Linked DNA regions of Hordeum vulgare: region 1 is linked to region 2. Evidence: chromatin contacts called from public Hi-C data. All regions are on one chromosome and are shown on one strand. The core of a region is the stretch at or near the end of the contact, and the rest is flanking DNA. Distances in the headings are between cores, read along the strand shown.

The links. A called contact is a pair of places that touch in the nucleus more often than the background predicts.
Region 1: a contact with region 2 is called in a Hi-C map of seedling, with 2.7 times the contacts expected there. The contact joins the promoter of LOC123445685 here to the enhancer-like site in region 2. A contact is called at or near these places in 2 of 6 Hi-C or Micro-C datasets (leaf and seedling).

The regions. Positions count from the first base shown.
Region 1 is chr3H:614,725,052-614,730,029 of MorexV3_pseudomolecules_assembly, reverse strand. LOC123445685 (pumilio homolog 1-like) reads left to right here and starts at 3,676. Exons shown (of 9, transcript XM_045122710.1): 1 at 3,676-4,368. The coding sequence starts at 3,937.
Region 2 is chr3H:614,621,678-614,627,197 of MorexV3_pseudomolecules_assembly, reverse strand. No RefSeq gene overlaps it. Among protein-coding and RNA genes, the nearest start is that of LOC123441160, 34 kb to the right of the region's middle. Within about 2 kb of position 2,192, at least 3 of the 3 cell types and tissues checked have open chromatin away from gene starts, as enhancers often do. A contact at or near this core is called in leaf and seedling, where this site is marked.

The sequences.
Region 1 (4,978 bases), core at 2,427-4,926, 100 kb before region 2:
TTTTAAAATAAATAAAAATTAAAATGAAAAGAAAGGAAAAAAGGAAAGAAAAAACAAAAAAAAGAAAGGAAATAAGAAGAAAAGATTAAAAAGAAACAAAAAGGAAAAAGGAAATTATTAGATTTTCTTAGAGAAAAAAAAGTTGCTGTGCGGCGCGCGCTTGTTGGATCACATAGGAGGTCCCTGATAGTGATAGAGTGCTTAACCGCACGATTCAGCTCCAGCTGGCCCTCGCGTGCGTCCGCACTCTTCGTGCTAGCGGTAGTTTCATACACGTGCTTGCTCGCCGCCCACCCATTGCCTTTGCCTTGCGCTTTAAGCTCCTGTGTCCTCCATAGCTTGATTGTAGCACTGCTGATGCCCGCATGGTTGTGCCCCCAAGCAGCAACATGGGGGTCCATGGTGAAGTATTTTGGTTCTTTCCCTTTTCTACTTGGTAGGTGCATTTGTTTGTAAATTTTGTAATTTATTTTTTTTGGGTGTCTTTTTCCTTTCCTTAAAATGTCAATTTCTCGTGTGCTTATGTAATCTGACATGGGCTCAAAATATCCATTTACCAAAAGAAAAGATACGTGCTTATATTTTGGAATGAGTTATCTAAAATATTTTGGACCAAAATTCTAATTCAGCTGAACAGGGGTTGTCAGTGTTGGGTCGGGCTAAATTTTATTGGGCAAAAATTTAATTGGGTTGAGCATGGGTTGTTAGTGTTGGACCAAGCTAAATTTTAGTGGGCCAAAACTCGAATTGGGCTGATCACTACACATGCTGCCACGTCAAATCATTGTCACACGATGATGTGGCATGTGCATTAACGTCGTTGTTAGAACGCTAGTTAAGTGCCTTCTATGACGGTCAAGAGCCGTCATGGATCCATGATGGTTTTGAAAGATCCATCATGGAGTCAATGGTGATTAAATTATGAGGCAATATACATAACCAAAATCCGTCATGGAAGGTTCTCCATGACGGTTTTGAACTAATATGTGACGAATTGAAACAATCATCTATTAACACGATTCTTGTAGTGTGAACTCATCTCCACCATTTGTGGGGAATGTACCTCACCATGGACCCTTAACAAGCTTCCACCAAAAGGGGATGCCCCCATAAGAGGGTGCCACCCGAAACCACCCTCACAAAATTTGTGTTTTTCCGTTAGCGCCCCCTCCAGAAAATTGCACGAGGTCTCATGCCTTTTTCAACACCCCTTTGAAAATTCCGGACGCATTCCAAAACTTTTCTGACTTGATGGCTTACTCCAAAACAATTTTTGATTTCTGCAAGACTCTTTTGGTTTTCTCTCCGAAGAATTTTTAGTGTCTTGGATACTTTTCCAATGATTTTCTGTTAGATTCATTTCCTTATAGTCAGTATATAGAAGAACCTAAAGTGTGTGATCTTGTAGATTCAATGTAATATAGACATGACCGAAACTCTTTTCAATCATTCATCAATAGTGGAACCATGGAAATCCATATTGACCCATATGCCCACACGAATGGATATTCGAGTGAATCTTTAGTTTCCATGTGCTATTTTTGTTGCTTCGTGACATGTTACAAAAATCCGAGGTGAGATTTATTGGCATCCGCGGTAATCAATAACTTGTTCACTATGACAGTTTCTCGTTACCGGTTTTGTTCTATGTTCTCGTTCATGTGTTCGGACATCCCTGTGATCAAATCACATTGTGTCTGGCCACACGATGATGGATACCATCACAATGAGAGAGCCCTAAGAATATCACTCCATAGTCGAAGGAACAAATCTCAATCTTGAGCTATCTAGTTCCTTGTCATACTTTTTCGTAAACCCGTGAGGTGTCGTAATAGCCACCCCGTTATAAATGATATTTAACAAACCCCAAAGCCACAAAGCAAGTATGAAAGAACCTGGTACTCTCATGGTTAAAGGGGTTATGCAAACATTTAACTTTGTATGTGTTATAGACCATTGACTTATGACGAATGGATCTCATAGTAATGACAACAATTGGTTTGGTTCAACACAAATATTCTCCTAACACTATGTCCTCGAAGTTTCCAGCATAGTTAAACCCATGATAAAAAACATAACTATCATGCAACACTTGAGCTAGTCTTAGGCCTTGTTTGTTTGGGCTTTTACTTCTGCTTTTGCAGCTTCTCCACCTTAACAAAAAAGCCACAAAAACATCTAAATGGGGTCTTTTTGCTTTGGCTTTTGGCTTATGAATCCATATTGTGATATGATGGTATACGCCAAAAGCCGAAGCAAGACGCCCCTATTTAGGAGCTTTTGTGGCTTTTTAGCTAAAGTGGAAAAGCTGCAAAAGCAGAAGCAAAAGCCTAAAACAAACCGGAGCTTAGAGAATTTTTAACCGTTTATTATTTCAAACGTGCACATAAGTTTTCCATTTATTATTGCACAAAATATAACGCACAATTATGAACATTGAGATAAATGACAACTATTATAGTTGCCTCTATGGCATATCTCCTATAGTCTATATAAAGGAAACATTTCAAATCCCTCAAATGATAATTGGGAAACATAAAACATGCGCACTGCTCAATAGATGCCCTCTAGGCGCATCCTCCGCTTCCCCCAGCCGACCTTATCTCTTCGACCCCTCTCTCCTTCACACGTCCTTCCCCACTCGCCCGTTCCCCTCCCATTCTTTATTTGTCCGAGGAGAGATGCTCCCATGATGGTGTGCGACCACCTCGCACACGATGTTGAGAACCAGGAGGAGGACAGTGCCACAAATCCCCTACTTCCACAAATCGAGAGAATATTCGACGTGGACCACCACCTTCCCATCCCCCACTAGGGTTGCGAGGATAGCATTCAATGGAAGCATCTAAGAATGGCCATCGGAGCTGTGATTGAGCATCACACGTGTCCCTCCTGGAGCTTCAATGGAGCGTGCTGACGTTGCGACGATGACCACGACAAATGGTCGGTGGGATCGTTACAACTCTAGTGATGTTGCTTTCAAGATGTTTGGAGCACCGCCGGTGTCGCGATGGAGCAGCGTCGGCCCGCAGGAAGCATAGTCGACGCTGCATTGGAGCTTTCCCGGACATCGTCGACGCTGTCTTGTAGCTTGTGTCACGCGACGCGACATGCCATGAGACCTGCAATGAAGTTTTGTCGATGTATCATGAGTGCCGCATTGAAGTTGTCATGTGTGCGATGCTGCGTGGCCGCGACCGAAGGACCACCATCCCGCGGATCGGACGGGCCACTAAGCGGATGATTACTTTAGGAGATCATTTCGTTGATTCATAGTACCCGTCTTATACTAATACCTTAACCGCAAAGATTTTTTCTAGAACATCATTCGATTGATTTGTGTCAGCCGCCTTATACAATACAAATATCTTAACTGCAAAGTAAAAGAAAATATACAAATTCTTGTATACATTTCACAGAATACAAAAGGGGCGGTCAACCTCAAAAAGGGCCTGAAACAAGAAACCCAATAAGAAAACTGGAAACCAGGGAAGCAAACCCCACCCAAGCAAAGCAAAGGCAAAGCTCGAGCCACCATGTGCGCGGGCCGCAAAACCCTAGGCCCCCAAACCCCCACCCCGGCGAGATCCCGCCCGTCCGCGCCCCCCATCCGACGGCGCCCAGCTCGCCGGCCGTCGTACTTAACCCGGCCGCAGCCGCACACCCGGACAGCGACTTCTCCACACTCCTCAGCTCACTCGCTGTTTAAAAAAAAGACAGCTTTGCTCTGCTCCGCTCCGCTCTCCTCCTTTCCCCCCACCCCCCTCCCTCAGACCCTCCTCGAGCGCAGCAATGGCCGCCCCATCCATGGCGGAATCTGGTTTCTAGCCCTGCTGAATCCTATCAAGTTCACTTCTTTTTTTCTTCTTGGGGGCGCTCGGCGTGGTACCAGCTTCCTGCGGCGCCGCCGCCGCCGGCTCTGGGCGTGGGGGAGGGATGGTGACGGAGATGGCGACGCGGGGGGAGCCCTGGCGGCGGCCGGAGGGGGAGCGGGGGATGGAGGAGGAGATGGAGCTCTTCCGCAGCGGCTCCGCCCCGCCCACCGTCGAGGGCTCCGCGGGCGCGCTCCACGGCGCCGACGTCTTCCTCGACGACGACCTCCGGGCCGACCCCGCCTACCACTCCTACTACTACTCCAGCGGCAGCGTCAACCCGCGCCTCCCGCCGCCGCTGCTGTCCCGGGAGGACTGGCGGTCGGCGCAGCGCCTCCGCCCCGTCCCCGGCACCGGCTCCGGTCTCGGCGGGATCGGCGACGGGAGGAGGCCGACCGGCGGCGCCGGCGCTGGGACGGGGCGGCCCGGAGACGGGCTCATTGGGATGCCTGGGCTCGAGATTGGCAGGCAGAGCAGCTTCTCCGGTCTCTTTCAGGTGATTCTTCTCAACAACATCTCCCTGTCTCGACTCATTTCTTATCATTAAGCTCATTTCACTGTGTTCTGGATATACTTGCCATTGGAGATTGGATTATGTCAACTCTGTAATGCTAATGTTCTGGTCTACTGAATCTTGCTAACTGTTAGAGAGGTTGCGGCGTGTGGTTAAATATTCAGTTTGTTCGATTGGTTTTGTTGCCTCTTAACATCCAGTCCAAGTGGCCAGAGTTCATGTTCATCTGAGTTATGGTCACTGTTTGAGCTGGTATTAAGTTATAGTATGCTTCTGCCGGTGTTCCTTTTGTTTCTGAATCGAATTGATTGGGTGTTACTGATAGTGATATATGCCAGCTGCTCCTTTTGTTTCTGAATCGAATTGTTTCAGTGTTACTGACGGTGATATAAGCCACTATGCCAGTTTCTCTGTTTGTTTCTGAATCGACTCATTCGGGTGTTATTGATTATGATACTAGCTGTAGATTTTTTTTGTATGCATGTGTATTGTTTAGCGGATGAAGTTAAGAGAAGGTTCAAGCTCTCACTCTTAATTATGTTTGTTAAGTTTTGGGCCTGTTAAAAAATATATTTCTGGTATGGTCACCCTA
Region 2 (5,520 bases), core at 943-3,442:
TCATTAATAAGGAATGGAAGAGTATAGAGGATCGGTTTGAAAAATGATTAACTTGCTAGAAGGGTAGGCTTATGTCTTATGGAGGGCGGGTAGTGTTAATAAATTTAGTATTAACAAGTTTGCCTATGTTTTTATTATCACTCTTTGAAATACCAGTGGGGGTACGGAAAAGACTAGAATTCTATTGATCCAGTTTTTTTTTTTGGCAAAGTGATGATAGTAAAACGAAATACAGGTTGGCTAAATGGGAGATGATATTCTGACTGAAATAGCAAGGTGGGTTAGGGATCGAGAATTTACATATTAAAAATAAATGTCTATTGAGAAATGGCGATATAGATTTTCAGTGGAGATAGAAGGTACATGGGCACAAATTCTACGCAATAAGTACCTACAATCTAAAACCTTGACTCAAGTTACAATGAAACCTTCAGATTCACCATTCTGGAAAGGCTTAATGAGAACAAAGAAGCTTTTTTTCAAAAGGTGAAGCTTTACATTGGGAATGGTAACCAAACCAGGTTTTGAGAAGATACGTGGTTATGAGAGACGTCTCTAGACACACAATATCCGACTTTATATAATATTGTACAATGTAAGGATGCTTATGTTGTTACAATTATGCAAATGGTTCCTCTTAATATTCAATTTAGGAGATCTCTAGTGGGCGAACGTTGGAATGCGTGGCTCCATCTTGTCCGTCATTGATGGAAGTTTACTTGTCGGACCAACGAGACACAATTCATTGGAGATTAACTACAAGTGGTAGGTTTTCAGTGAAATCAATGTATCTGGACCTTATCAATGTCGGATAATACCTACTTCTCCACACATTTGGAAAATTAAAGTACCACTCAAGATCAAGATTTTCATGTGGTTTGTTCACAAAGGTGTGATACTTACGAAGGATAACTTGGTTAAATCAGGATCATGCTCATGCGGTTGTGGTAATTGAGAAGAAGGATAGGTGATTGTCTGCAAGGTGATAAGCTTCTAGCAGTGATACAACAGGTGGTCAACATGAGCAGAAGTCCTTCACATTTGTTTGTTGAAAAATTATCACTTTGGGATGCTGATGTTAGAGATAACAAAACTGAAAGGAGGCATGTTGTTTATACCGAATTGCATGCTTGCACTTGCCTCGAGTGGTAACACACTGGTAAACCATATGAGCATGTCATTTTCTTCTTAGCCTTCCCACCGAAGATAAACATGCAGCCATATTTACATGAATATTATTCGGTAGAAAAATTCAAAGCTGCATATGCTACTCCAATTCCAGCACTTACAAATCAGTCTCAGTGGCATGAAGTGAAGATAGAATTTTCCATGTGTCCTCCCTTGACGAAAAGAAAGGATGGAAGGCCTAAATAGAGTAGATTCAGGGCATGGACTGAGAAAGGTGGGAGTAGTACGAAGGGAAAGAAAGATGGAAAGAAAAAATAGGGCCCAAAAAGGTAACAAAAACAGATGCTAATTGTGCGAGGAACTAGGGCACAGAGTGGGATTTGTCAAATGTCGTTACACTCCTGAAAAGCCAAACTATGTTCTTGTTTATTTGTGTGTGTTTTGATTTGGTCCTTTTTTTCCAATTATATCCATGACATGTTTTTTTCCAATGGCCAGGAGGAAGCTTGCAAGTCAACCCCTTGTTGTTGAAGAGTGTTGGCCAACAAAAAAAGTAAGAGTTAATGGCTGCAAAAAGAAAAGAAATGTGCATGTCGAAACAGAACCTCTTTTAGATGTTTTTGCAAACTAAACCTGAGCGTGTCAAGGTGCAGACTAAAGACAATTCTGCTGCAGTCAAGTTTCAGACCGAAGAAACTCATGTCGAGGTGCACATTGAAGAAGTGCCAAGGTGAAGAAGGGCACACGGCGTGGTAGAACTGAAAACTGTTTGATAATTTGTGTCATGTAGTAATATTTGTAACTTGGTGCGCACTGGTATGTACTTATCCCCATATTTTTATATGAACTTGTTTGGTCATATTTTAAAAACTCAAATTCTATCTTATAACAAAATTTAAATTTGAGCTTAAATTCAAATATGATACGTACATTAACATTTTATTTGTTAAATCTACAAGTAAAACTGTACACAGAATATAAATCAGGGCGGAGATAAAACTACATTGGTGGCCTTTCCTCCTCCTCTCGTCGGCTACAGCTAGAGCGGTCTCCGTCGTACTCTCATCAGTAGCACTGGTCCCGGTCTCCGTCGCCCCACTTGCATGCAGGCCCATATATTTTTCGATACTGTCCCTTCCAATCTTTATCCAGGATTCCAAACCAGCTAGTACGCGTTTGCTTCGTGTGCACAACGCTGAATGCCTAGGTTAGGAGTAGGACATTTTGTAGTCGTCCTCCTCCTCCTCGCTTCAGCACGAAGCAAGCCGGAAGCTGAAATATGTGCCCAGGTTACAGTCAAGTCTGAATTCAGTCAGAGATAGGAGCCGGAAGCTGAAATAGGAGTAGGAAAGAGATCACAGTCAAGTCTGAATTCCAGAATTTACAGCAACAGCAACAGCAGCACATATTCTGTACAAAAGTTTAGCAGCTGCGGCGTCGATTCAGCACGCAGCACGCCAGATGAGCCTTCTTCTTGTCCGGGAAAGGATAGGCGTAACAACCTGCTGAGGCGGGAATGCCTGATTAGATTAGGGCGTAGATTTCAGATCCCGGTTCGTTCGCTGTCTACATTTCAGATCCCAAAAATGGTTTGTTAATTGTGCAGGATGTGCTTACCAGCAACCGGTTTATGATGAAATTTGGCTCACTCTTCAAGATTACCACCTCACATTGTCATGGAAATTACTATTATGGGCTGTTAGAATATTTGAAATATCGTGAACAGATTTCAGATCTCACTATTTCGAAACTGAGAACAATTTTGAAAACTCGTGAACAAATTTGGAAGCGCAAAGAATTTTTTAAAGCACGAACATTTTTCGAATCTTGATAACAAATTTTTGAAATCGAGAACAATTATGAAAACTACTGAACAAATTTGGAAGCGCGAACATTTTTTTAAAGTACGCACATTTTTTGAATCTTGAGAATAAATTTTTGCAACAGAGACCAATTTTAAAAAACCCCGCAAATTTTTGGAAACGCCTTAAAACATGAACAATTTTTGAATCTTGAGAACAAATTTTAAACCGAGAACAATTTTGAAACTTCCTGAACAAATTTAGAAGCGCGAAAAATTCTTTAAAACATGAACATTTATTGAATCTTGTTAACAAATTCTAAACCAAGAAATTTTTTGAAAATTACTGAACAAATTTGAAAGCACAAAAAATTTTTTCCAGCACTCACATTTTGAATCTTGAGAACAAATTTTTAAACGTAGAACAATTTCATAAAACGTCGAACAAATTTGAAAGCGCGGACATTTTTTTAACATAAAAATTGTTTGAATGTTGAGAACAAATTTGGAAGAGCAAGCAATTTTTTAAAGCACAAACATTTATTAGTCTTGAGAATAAATTATTGAAACCGAGAACAATTTTTGAAAAAAAAAACGATCATATTTGGAAGCGCAAACAATTTTTTAAAGCACAGAATTGTTTTAAATTTTAAGAATAAATTTTGAAACGAGAACAAATTTGAATCTTAAGAACAAATTTTGGAAAATACAGAACATTTTTTTAAAAATCAAGAACATATTTTGAAAATCCTTTTTTTTAACCCAGAAGATTTTTTGTAACAGAAAAAAAAAGAAACCAGAAAAAACCGCCTGGGAACCTCTAGAAACCAGAAAAAAGGGCTGAAACTCTAAAAGGTTTTCTAAACCGGACGCTGCAACCCCGCTAAATGGGCCAGGCCATGTAAAATTGATCTTCTTCCTGCTTTGTATGAAGCCTGACAGCACTTCACATACAAGGTTTCCACTCCCTCGCTCACTAGGAGAATGGCATTGCAGAGACCGAGCTCCAGTGAGCCCGGTATATCAAAAAGAATTAATATATTTAAAAGCTTTAAAAAATAACAAAAAAATTTATACAAATACATATACATGGTAGTTAAATATGTAAAACAATTCATCAGGTAATTCTGCTGTTTGTGTGCTACATAAAAAAGATAAAAATCTGGTCGAAATACAACAAAAATAAGGCCCATTTTAATCTGTGTATCTTTTTTTTGTATACGCTACATAAGAGCATAAATATTAGTGGAAATTTATGTGTATGTATTATGAATATGTACCTATGTATATACTTTTTTTCAAATTTGTTTAGTGTGTGAAAATAGTATTTTGGTAAAAAAAAGAAGTCTCACTCGAGCCCGGGAGCTGCAATGCTTTAGCGGCTCACGAGCCTCTTTTTCGTACAATTCATTTTTCGTACACGAGTGGTCTGGAGCAGTGGATGAGTAGCACAGGTCCCAGTCTCCATCAGCATGCCACGGCCAACCCACTTGCAGAGCCATATCTTTTTTTTTTTTTCGGAAAGAGCCATATCCTTTTCGATTCTGCCTCAATCTTTATCCAGGATTCCAGACCAGCTACTACGTACGAGAAGATGTGTTGGCGTTTGCTTCGTATGCACACCGCTGAATGCCTCAATGAATGGTCTGCGGTGAGTCAAGCTGCCAGGTTAGGACACAGATCACAGCCAGCCCAAGTCTGATTTTTTAAATATAAGTCTTTTAGAAATTGCATTACGGACTACATACGACATAAAATAAATAAATCTGCATTCTAAATTATATAAATCCTTATATAATCTGTAAAGAAATCTGAAAAAAATGTGCTTTTTTATTTCTGATTTACAGGGCTTAAATTTAAAATCTCATCAGACATATGATCAGTGGAAGAGTGTATCTCATCTGCCTCACCGAGCTCGCACCCGCCCATGCGCCCGCCCCGCCGGCTCACTGAACGCCTGGATGAATGGTCTGCGGTAACTAACTGAGAAATGGAAGTTGTGTCGTCGTCATTGCTTCAACACGAAGCAAGATAGAGCTGGAAGTATCTCTTCCTCTTTTGGAAACATTTGCCCAAGTTAGGACAGAGATCACAGTCAATCCCAAGTCTGAACTTCAGATCTCAAGGTTTACAGCAGCAGCACATATTCATGAGTAGAAAACTACAGCAGGCTGCGGTGTCGCTTCAGAGTTCAGACGCGGCAAGCCCGATGAGCTGGAAGCGGAAGGATCTTCTTCACTTCTTCTTCTTCTTCTTGTCCGGGAAAGGATAGGCGCAACAACCTGCTGAGGTGCCAATATGCATGTGCTTAGATTAGGACACAGATCACAGTCACCTCCCAGTTCGTTCCCGGTCTGAATTATCCCAAAATGGTTGGTTGGGCAGGATCTGCTTACACCAGCTGGTATATATTTCCTTAAAATAGGAGAAATATTGGAGTCGAACGGTTCCAAAATCGTCCTTGTCTGATCCAAAGTTAGTGCAATTTCAACCGCGCGATCCATTTCGTTCACGCGTGTCTGGTTGGGTCGTTGTGGACACAATACACAACCTAATGCGTCGATTCAAATGGACGCGCATTTTTTTTATCC